Linked DNA regions of Mus musculus: region 1 is linked to region 2. A link is a contact called in public HiCAR-type data. All regions are on one chromosome and are shown on one strand. The core of a region is the stretch at or near the end of the contact, and the rest is flanking DNA. Distances in the headings are between cores, read along the strand shown.

What was found. HiCAR-type assays count read pairs that join an accessible place to other places.
Region 1: a HiCAR-type map of astrocytes shows a contact between it and region 2, with 2.5 times the contacts expected there. The contact joins the promoter of Med14 here to the promoter of Tspan7 in region 2. A contact is called at or near these places in 1 of 39 promoter capture datasets (liver) and 1 of 115 datasets of contacts at active chromatin or transcription factors (astrocytes).

What each region holds. Positions count from the first base shown.
Region 1 is chrX:12,760,634-12,764,056 of GRCm38.p6, reverse strand. It overlaps Med14 (mediator complex subunit 14), which reads left to right and starts at 2,084. Exons shown (of 31, transcript NM_001048208.1): 1 at 2,084-2,590. The coding sequence starts at 2,358. Gm14634 (predicted gene 14634) reads right to left here and starts at 1,779. Exons shown (of 5, transcript NR_045852.1): 1 at 1,071-1,779.
Region 2 is chrX:10,483,804-10,487,201 of GRCm38.p6, reverse strand. It overlaps Tspan7 (tetraspanin 7), which reads right to left and starts at 2,086. Exons shown (of 8, transcript NM_019634.2): 1 at 1,964-2,086. The coding sequence starts at 2,044.

The DNA of each region.
Region 1 (3,423 bases), core at 835-3,334, 2.3 Mb before region 2:
ATAACCTGTGTTTATCATGGAGAGAAATCAAATGGATAGAAAAGATGTAGCTGAGTGGCAGAGAATGATAGGCATAGCTCTATCGAGGTCCTGTGGTTTATCTTCAACACACCCACAAAAAAAATGTGTGTGTCTCATCATGTACAGTGTCCTAGCATTCAGGAGTGAGGCAGGGGGGATTTAGCTTACAGTCAGTCTGAGTTATACTGTGAGACTGTAGACATGTCTATTATATATCATACACAATGAAATGTCACCTGCAACAACATGTATGGATCAAGAGGACATTACATATTGTCAAATAAGACAGGCACACAAAGCCAGTATCTCTTCTCACTTCAAGTGGAATCTTAACAAGTCCAATTCACTAAAGCAACAGTAAATAATTTTTATCAGATGCTGAGGGCAGAGAAAAGGGAAATGTTGCTCAAAAGATACAATGTTTCAGTTAGGCAGCAATATGTTACATAGCGATGTTAGTTAATATCCCAGATATAGAATAACATCTCCTACAGATAAGAGTGAATTTTAGTTGGACATGAGGTGCACACCAATAATCCCAAATACTTAGGAGACTGAGGGAGGGGATCACAAGTTATCATTCTAATTTACATAGCAAGTCCCAGGTGAGCCTATGTCATTTAAGGAGAACCCAACTCAATAAAAAATAGCTGGGGATATAAAGGCAGAATGTTTGCCTACTATAGGCAAGGATTTGGTTGGATTCAATCCTTAGTCCTGCAAAAGGCAATGTTGTGGCAGGAGGTGGTGGTATATTCTAGCTGTCACCACAAAGAATAAAGTATGAGAGGTGATCAAAGTCAATGAGTCCGATTTGTTCATTCGGGAGTGTATTCATGCACTGTACCCCATAAACATATGCAATTTAACACTGTACCCCATAAATACATGATTTATCAATCTGAAAAATGGATGAGGTAGTGGAGGAGCTTGTGATCCCAATTACTTTGAGCTCAAGAGCTAAAAAATGCCAGCCCCGACAACACAGTGAGACCAAGAATCAAGAGCACTGCAATTGTACAAGTGGAGAACAAAGAGAATTGTCTAACCTTACGATCAGCATGAGCATCTGTTACACCTGCGAGAGATGAAGCTGCAAAACGATGTTTAGGTAGGGTCACAAAAATAGACGCTTTTAACAGTTAATTTTTCCGTGACTTGTGCGTGAGAATAGCTAGGTTACTAAACAAAAAACAAAAATAAACGCACACAAAAAAACTTTCGAAGCCCAGACATCACGAAAGACCAATTGCTTCCGAATCTATGGAGGTGGAGGGAACCCACAGACATGTTTAAAGGCTTGCAGTTCGTTTCAAACAGAAGCCAAGATTAGAAAACAGACAAAACATGTGGATTTTGGGAGAAAGAGGCTGTAGTTGGAAAGATGAAAACCCAGGCAGGATAGGGCGGCTACTGCAAGGGCAGGGACAAAAGCCAAGAACACCAGCAAAGGATTTAAGGACTACATGTGTTTCAATGTTGGGCTTTGGGTGACAGCAAAGGCGCGGCACACAGGAGACTGCATTCAAATGACGTTATTGTGTCGTTGCTCTTGTCCCACAATTGACAAAAAAAAAAAAGGAAAAAGGAAAAAAAGAGACTGTAACGTTTTCTCCCACGCGTCGCGCCAGGGTCGCCTATGGGCGGAGCGTGCGTTGGACAGTCACAGCGCGCGGTCGCCGCAGGCCGCCTTTTTGGGGCCCCGAGAGGAGAGACGGGTGGTTTCTCCGCCAACCCTTCTCCGTTCACCGTCCCGCTGCGGTCGCCTAGGCGGGGAAAAAGAGCGCTTAGGGACCACTGACGTTACTGTGACGCGGCCGCTGGACTGGCGGCGCGGCTTCCGGCGCCTTGCGCCCACCCCCCTTTCCGCTTTCCCGCCCACGCACCTCCTGGCTCCGCCCCTCTCCCACGCACCCCCTCCTCCTGTCCCCCAGAACAGCACAGCGCGGGGAACGGTCGCAGGTTGCCTTTGGAAAGGGCCTCCCGCGGGTTCCCCTTCCGTTCTGCCTGGCGACTTCCGCTCTCGGCCCAGCAACATGGACGCTATAACCCGCCGGCCGGGCGGCCGCTGAGCAGTCGCGGAAGCTTCCCCACTTGAGTGGCGGCCGGCCCGCCTCTCTGCCCTCCCGCCCCACGCTCGCCTCCCTGCGGCCGGCCGGCCCGGCCCTACATGGGGGCGGGCCTCCGCAGCTTGGGCTCGGCTTCCTGTTCAGAGGCGGCCTGGCGCTAGGCGGCGGCCACTCTGCCCGCGCCCGCCTCGGTGCGGTCACCGAGCCCGGGAGGAGGCTCCAGGGCCGCATCTCAGGCGGTTGCCCCGAGCCGGGCTGTACGCCGCCATGGCCCCAGTGCAGCTGGACAACCACCAGCTGATCCCTCCTGGCGGCGGCGGTGGCAGCAGCGGCGGCGGAGGCAGCAGCAGCGGCTCCGCGTCTGCCCCGGCTCCCCCGCCGCCCGCAGCCGCTGTGGCGGCGGCAGCTGCGGCGGCAGCTAGCCCTGGATACCGGCTTAGCACGCTCATCGAATTTCTGCTCCACCGGGCCTACTCGGAGCTTATGGTGTTGACGGACTTGTAAGTGCTGCGAACCCATGCCTGCTTCCCGGCTCCTCACTTGCCCTTCCCGCCTTCAAGAGAGGCTTATGCTTGCCATTTACTGAGCTAGGCTGCTGAGCGTAGAATTTGGAAATTCATGGGGTTTAGGTTCTGGGGACAGGGAGGAGGTAACTATTGGGGATCTGGTTGACGATGAAAGCACGGAGACTGGTTAGTTTCGCATGTTAACACTTGCGCTGAAGATTGTCTTTGGGATTTTTGTCTTGAGTTCCCAACAGAAGTGTATTAATTTCTATGTGGAATATTTTCTAAAAACCTAAGTCGAAGAGTAAGCATTGAGGACTACGTAGAATTCGAACTGAACGGGATTTTCAACGAAGGGAAATGTTTTACATCTTTTTTGACAATGTTTTAAATGAAGGTTGCAATTGTTTCTCTTAAAATGCCGGAGGTCGATTCTGTGTAAAACAATTACATTATAAATTCTGATTCTTTCTGCAACATTTGAAAGCGTGTTAAGTCTTTATGGATGTAGTGAAAGTAGAATACTTTTTTTCTAATGAGCCTCCGGGTTTCAGTCTAGTTACCTATGAAATGCCTTGGGGCGTGATTAGGGTGTTAATACCTTCAGAGTACAAGCCGACTACACGGATGGTTCACTATGTGAATAAAAGGTACTAGGAAAATTTGAAACTCTTTAGCATCTTCTACCTGAGGTCCATAAAAGTTTTCTTTTTACCTATTGTTAGGCTCCCTCAGGTTTCCAGGGAAATACGTTAGTATGTAGACGCTAGGATGTATCTTGCAATACTTTGTTACTGGAGAATTACATTGTACATGACTAAAAGAAT
Region 2 (3,398 bases), core at 837-3,336:
CTCCTCCTTTACCAGGCTTCAGAAATGCTCCAAAACCAGCATTCCTTCTTTCTCCTGCACCATAAACCTTCTTTTTCAGGAGCCTAAGATAACCACCCATAGATTTACTCCAGTTAACAAATAGGAAGTATATAACAAAGGGCAAAACAAAAGCAGACTTAAAGGGATATATAAAGAGCAAAACCAGTGCCCAGCAATGGCTTCTTTGAAGTTGGACCATCACCACCAAGTATTGCTGCTTTTTCCAGGCAAACATAAGCTAAGATCCTTGAATGTATAGCTAGCACACAGTTCCATTCCTGAGATGATTCAACCTGTGTCATTTCCATTCCAGAAAGACTCAGCTTCTATGTTTGGCTTATGTGATGGGCTGTTTTGGTCTTGCTACTCTATCTCACTGCAGAGCCCCTGGTCTGTTCTGTTGCCACACTCCATGGTTTTCCAGACCCGAAGGATCACCAATGTCAGTGGCAAGGAAAAGCCTAGAAACATTAGGGATTTTGTTTTAAATCTGTAATAAATCTCAGCTCCTGCCTTGGCTACTGCAAACAATCCAGTTTACCATCAATCCTGATATAGGTACATCATTCAATACTGTGCTCCACTTCTGAAGCAAAAACAGGGTTAATATTGGGGTAGGAAGGGCAAGAAAAAAAAAACCAACCAAAGGCAAGCCTGGTTCTTTTTTCTTTCTTTCTCTATCTGTCTGTCTGTCTGTCTGTCTGTCTGTCTATCTTTTTAAACAGGGATTCAGGTTTCAAAATGACTGCTTTGGGAGCTGGAATGACCCAGATCATGGTGTTGCGGGGGGCCAGGGTGGTGGTGGCAGGTATTCATTCCTTTGCAGGGTGGCTGTGACTTGAGGTGGGAAGAGGGAACTAGGGTGGGCATCTATGTGAAGAGAGAAAGAACTGGAAATGGTCTTTAGGTACCACCCACCTCTGCAAATGAAATCACTGCAGTGTCAACCCTGCACTGATTCCATGAATTGCCAAACAGGATGAGGTAAGGCATAAGCCCAGAGCCCCCTCCTCCCCTTTTCCCTCCTCCTGCGCACAGAAGGGCGCATCCCTCAGCGAGGTGCACCACGCAGCCCTTCGCGGGCCTGGGCTGAAGGGCTGACGTCACCTTTCTGCATTGAGCTCAAGGACTAGTAGCAGTACCAGTTAGGTGGGGAACAGGGGCGCTGCCGCAGCCACCAGGTGGTAGGGGGTCCTCCTCTTGGGCATTGCAGATTGGGTTCACACAGAAAAACACAATAACCGAGTGGAAACAGTAAGGGGTGGAAAGAAATCTGAAAGGGGTCGTAAGAGCCAGTCGCTGAGGAAGCTCAAAGATACCCCTGGCTTATGTAAGACCCTCTCCGTGCGCCTCCACGCGGTGGCGGCGCCTGTCCCGCATTAGTGCGCTTGGGAGACTGATCGCCCTTGTCCAGTCAGGCAGAAGATTCCTGGCGACTCTCTCCCACAGCCCTGCAGGGTTAGGACTAAGTCGGGATCTTAGATCTAACCCCGCCGTCCTGCGCCCGCTCCCAGCCCGCCACAGGTTAGCTCCATTAGCTCCAACAGGCACCCAAAACTGGCTTGGTAAGGTAAGGAGAGAAGTCCAAAAGAGCAAACAGACAAATCACAACAACTTTCCCCAGGGGCTGATCCTGTCCTGAGAGTTTAAGAAATCAATGCATTAAAAAAAATTTTTTTTTTTTGGAAGAGTGGAAAAATCTGCAACCACCGCCACCACACAGCCCACTTCAGCCTTCGTCGGACAAACTCGAGGGTTGGAGCAGCCCAGACCTGCACCCTACCATCTCACAGCCCCGACCCAGCAGCCTGCGGCTGTCTCCTTGTCCACCGGCTAAGATCGGGTTTGGGGTTTGGGTTTTCCTTCCACCTTTCTTTCTAAGAGCATCACCACACGGTCTGATAGACCGCGGCCCGGCCAGTAGCCAGAAGTGGGCACTCACCCAGAAGACGAAGGAGTAGATGATGAGGAGGGTTTTGAGACAGGTTATCACAGGTTTGGTCTCCATTCTCCTCGATGCCATACTACTCAGCTCCGGCGGCGGCAGTGGCGGCGGGCGGCGGGCGGGCGCAGGAGGGGGAGGAGGCGGGGCCGAGGGAGGCGGGGCGGGAGGGGGAGCGCGTGCTGCCGGAGCTTCCCGTGCGCGCGCAGGCTGGGCGGCGCGCTTGCCTTCGCGCGCGCCCTGCAGAGCTTGGGGAGAAGGAGCAACTAACTGCTAGGAATGCCTCCCAAGTCTGCAATCTGGCCCAGGCACAGACTTCCAGCTGAAGTCAGAAGGAACCTGAGAGCCTAGAGGCTGGGCTGGAGGTCAGGGTAGCCTTTCTCAGACCACCCTAGCTTTAAGATTTCGGCTTTGTTGGAAACAGGGCCTGAACCTGCCTACATAATGATTGTATAGAGTGCTCTTGGCGATTGGACACTCAGGAGTCATGTCCTTGCCTTGTCTATGCCAGGAACAGATTGTGACAACCAGAGAGACACCTTGAAGGATAGTAAGGAACCCTGGAGTTCAGAGACACCCAAATCCTGGCTACTTTACAGTTCTCTATAGACTCCCTTTGAACTTCATAGTTTTCGATTTCCTCACCTTTGGAAATGACAAAAACGAGATTTAGCAACGTTCTTCCTACATATTAGATGTTTAACAGATAACAACAATAACAAAATTTCTTTAAACTACCAGAGATTCATTTGCCTCACTTAGAGAGCACTGCCGTTCTCCTGTGGAGCCCCACTGCAGCAAGGAAGCAAAATGGGAAACAACCTGTTATTTGCTCCAAAAGTTGAATGTAAAGTCACGGTAAGAACTGCACTCCTAGATATCTATGGGAGAGAAATGGAGACACAAGTCCACCGGAGAACTTGGGCACGAATGTGGAGAACACCAGTCCAAGCGAGCTCAGCTGACAAACGGATGGTTCACTTGTCATCCAATGGAAAACTTCGTCTGTAAAAAAGAATGAGGTGCTGCTGACCCGTGCTTCCAAGCAATAAACCTTCCAAGTATGCATAGTGAAAGGAGCCAGATACAGAAAAATTGCATACCGAATTACCCACATCTAAAATAAACAAACCCATAGAGAGGGAAAAATGGGTGAGCGGTTGGTGACGGGGTGGGGGGCAGGAATAAGGAGTACAGCTGATGGCTTGGGTGATTGCTTTGATTTGGGGAGTGAGGAAAGTGTTGTAAAATTAGTAGTGATGGGCGCCTGCATGGTCTTGTGAGAATAATAAAAACCAATGGATAACATAGTTTTCAAGAATGACCTTTATAGCCTGTGAACTATATCAGAATAGAAAATAATATACACTCTACGTAGATTTCCTGTGGCTAGCTTTGCAAAGACAAGCACATAGTATTGCGTCTGCAGAGATTT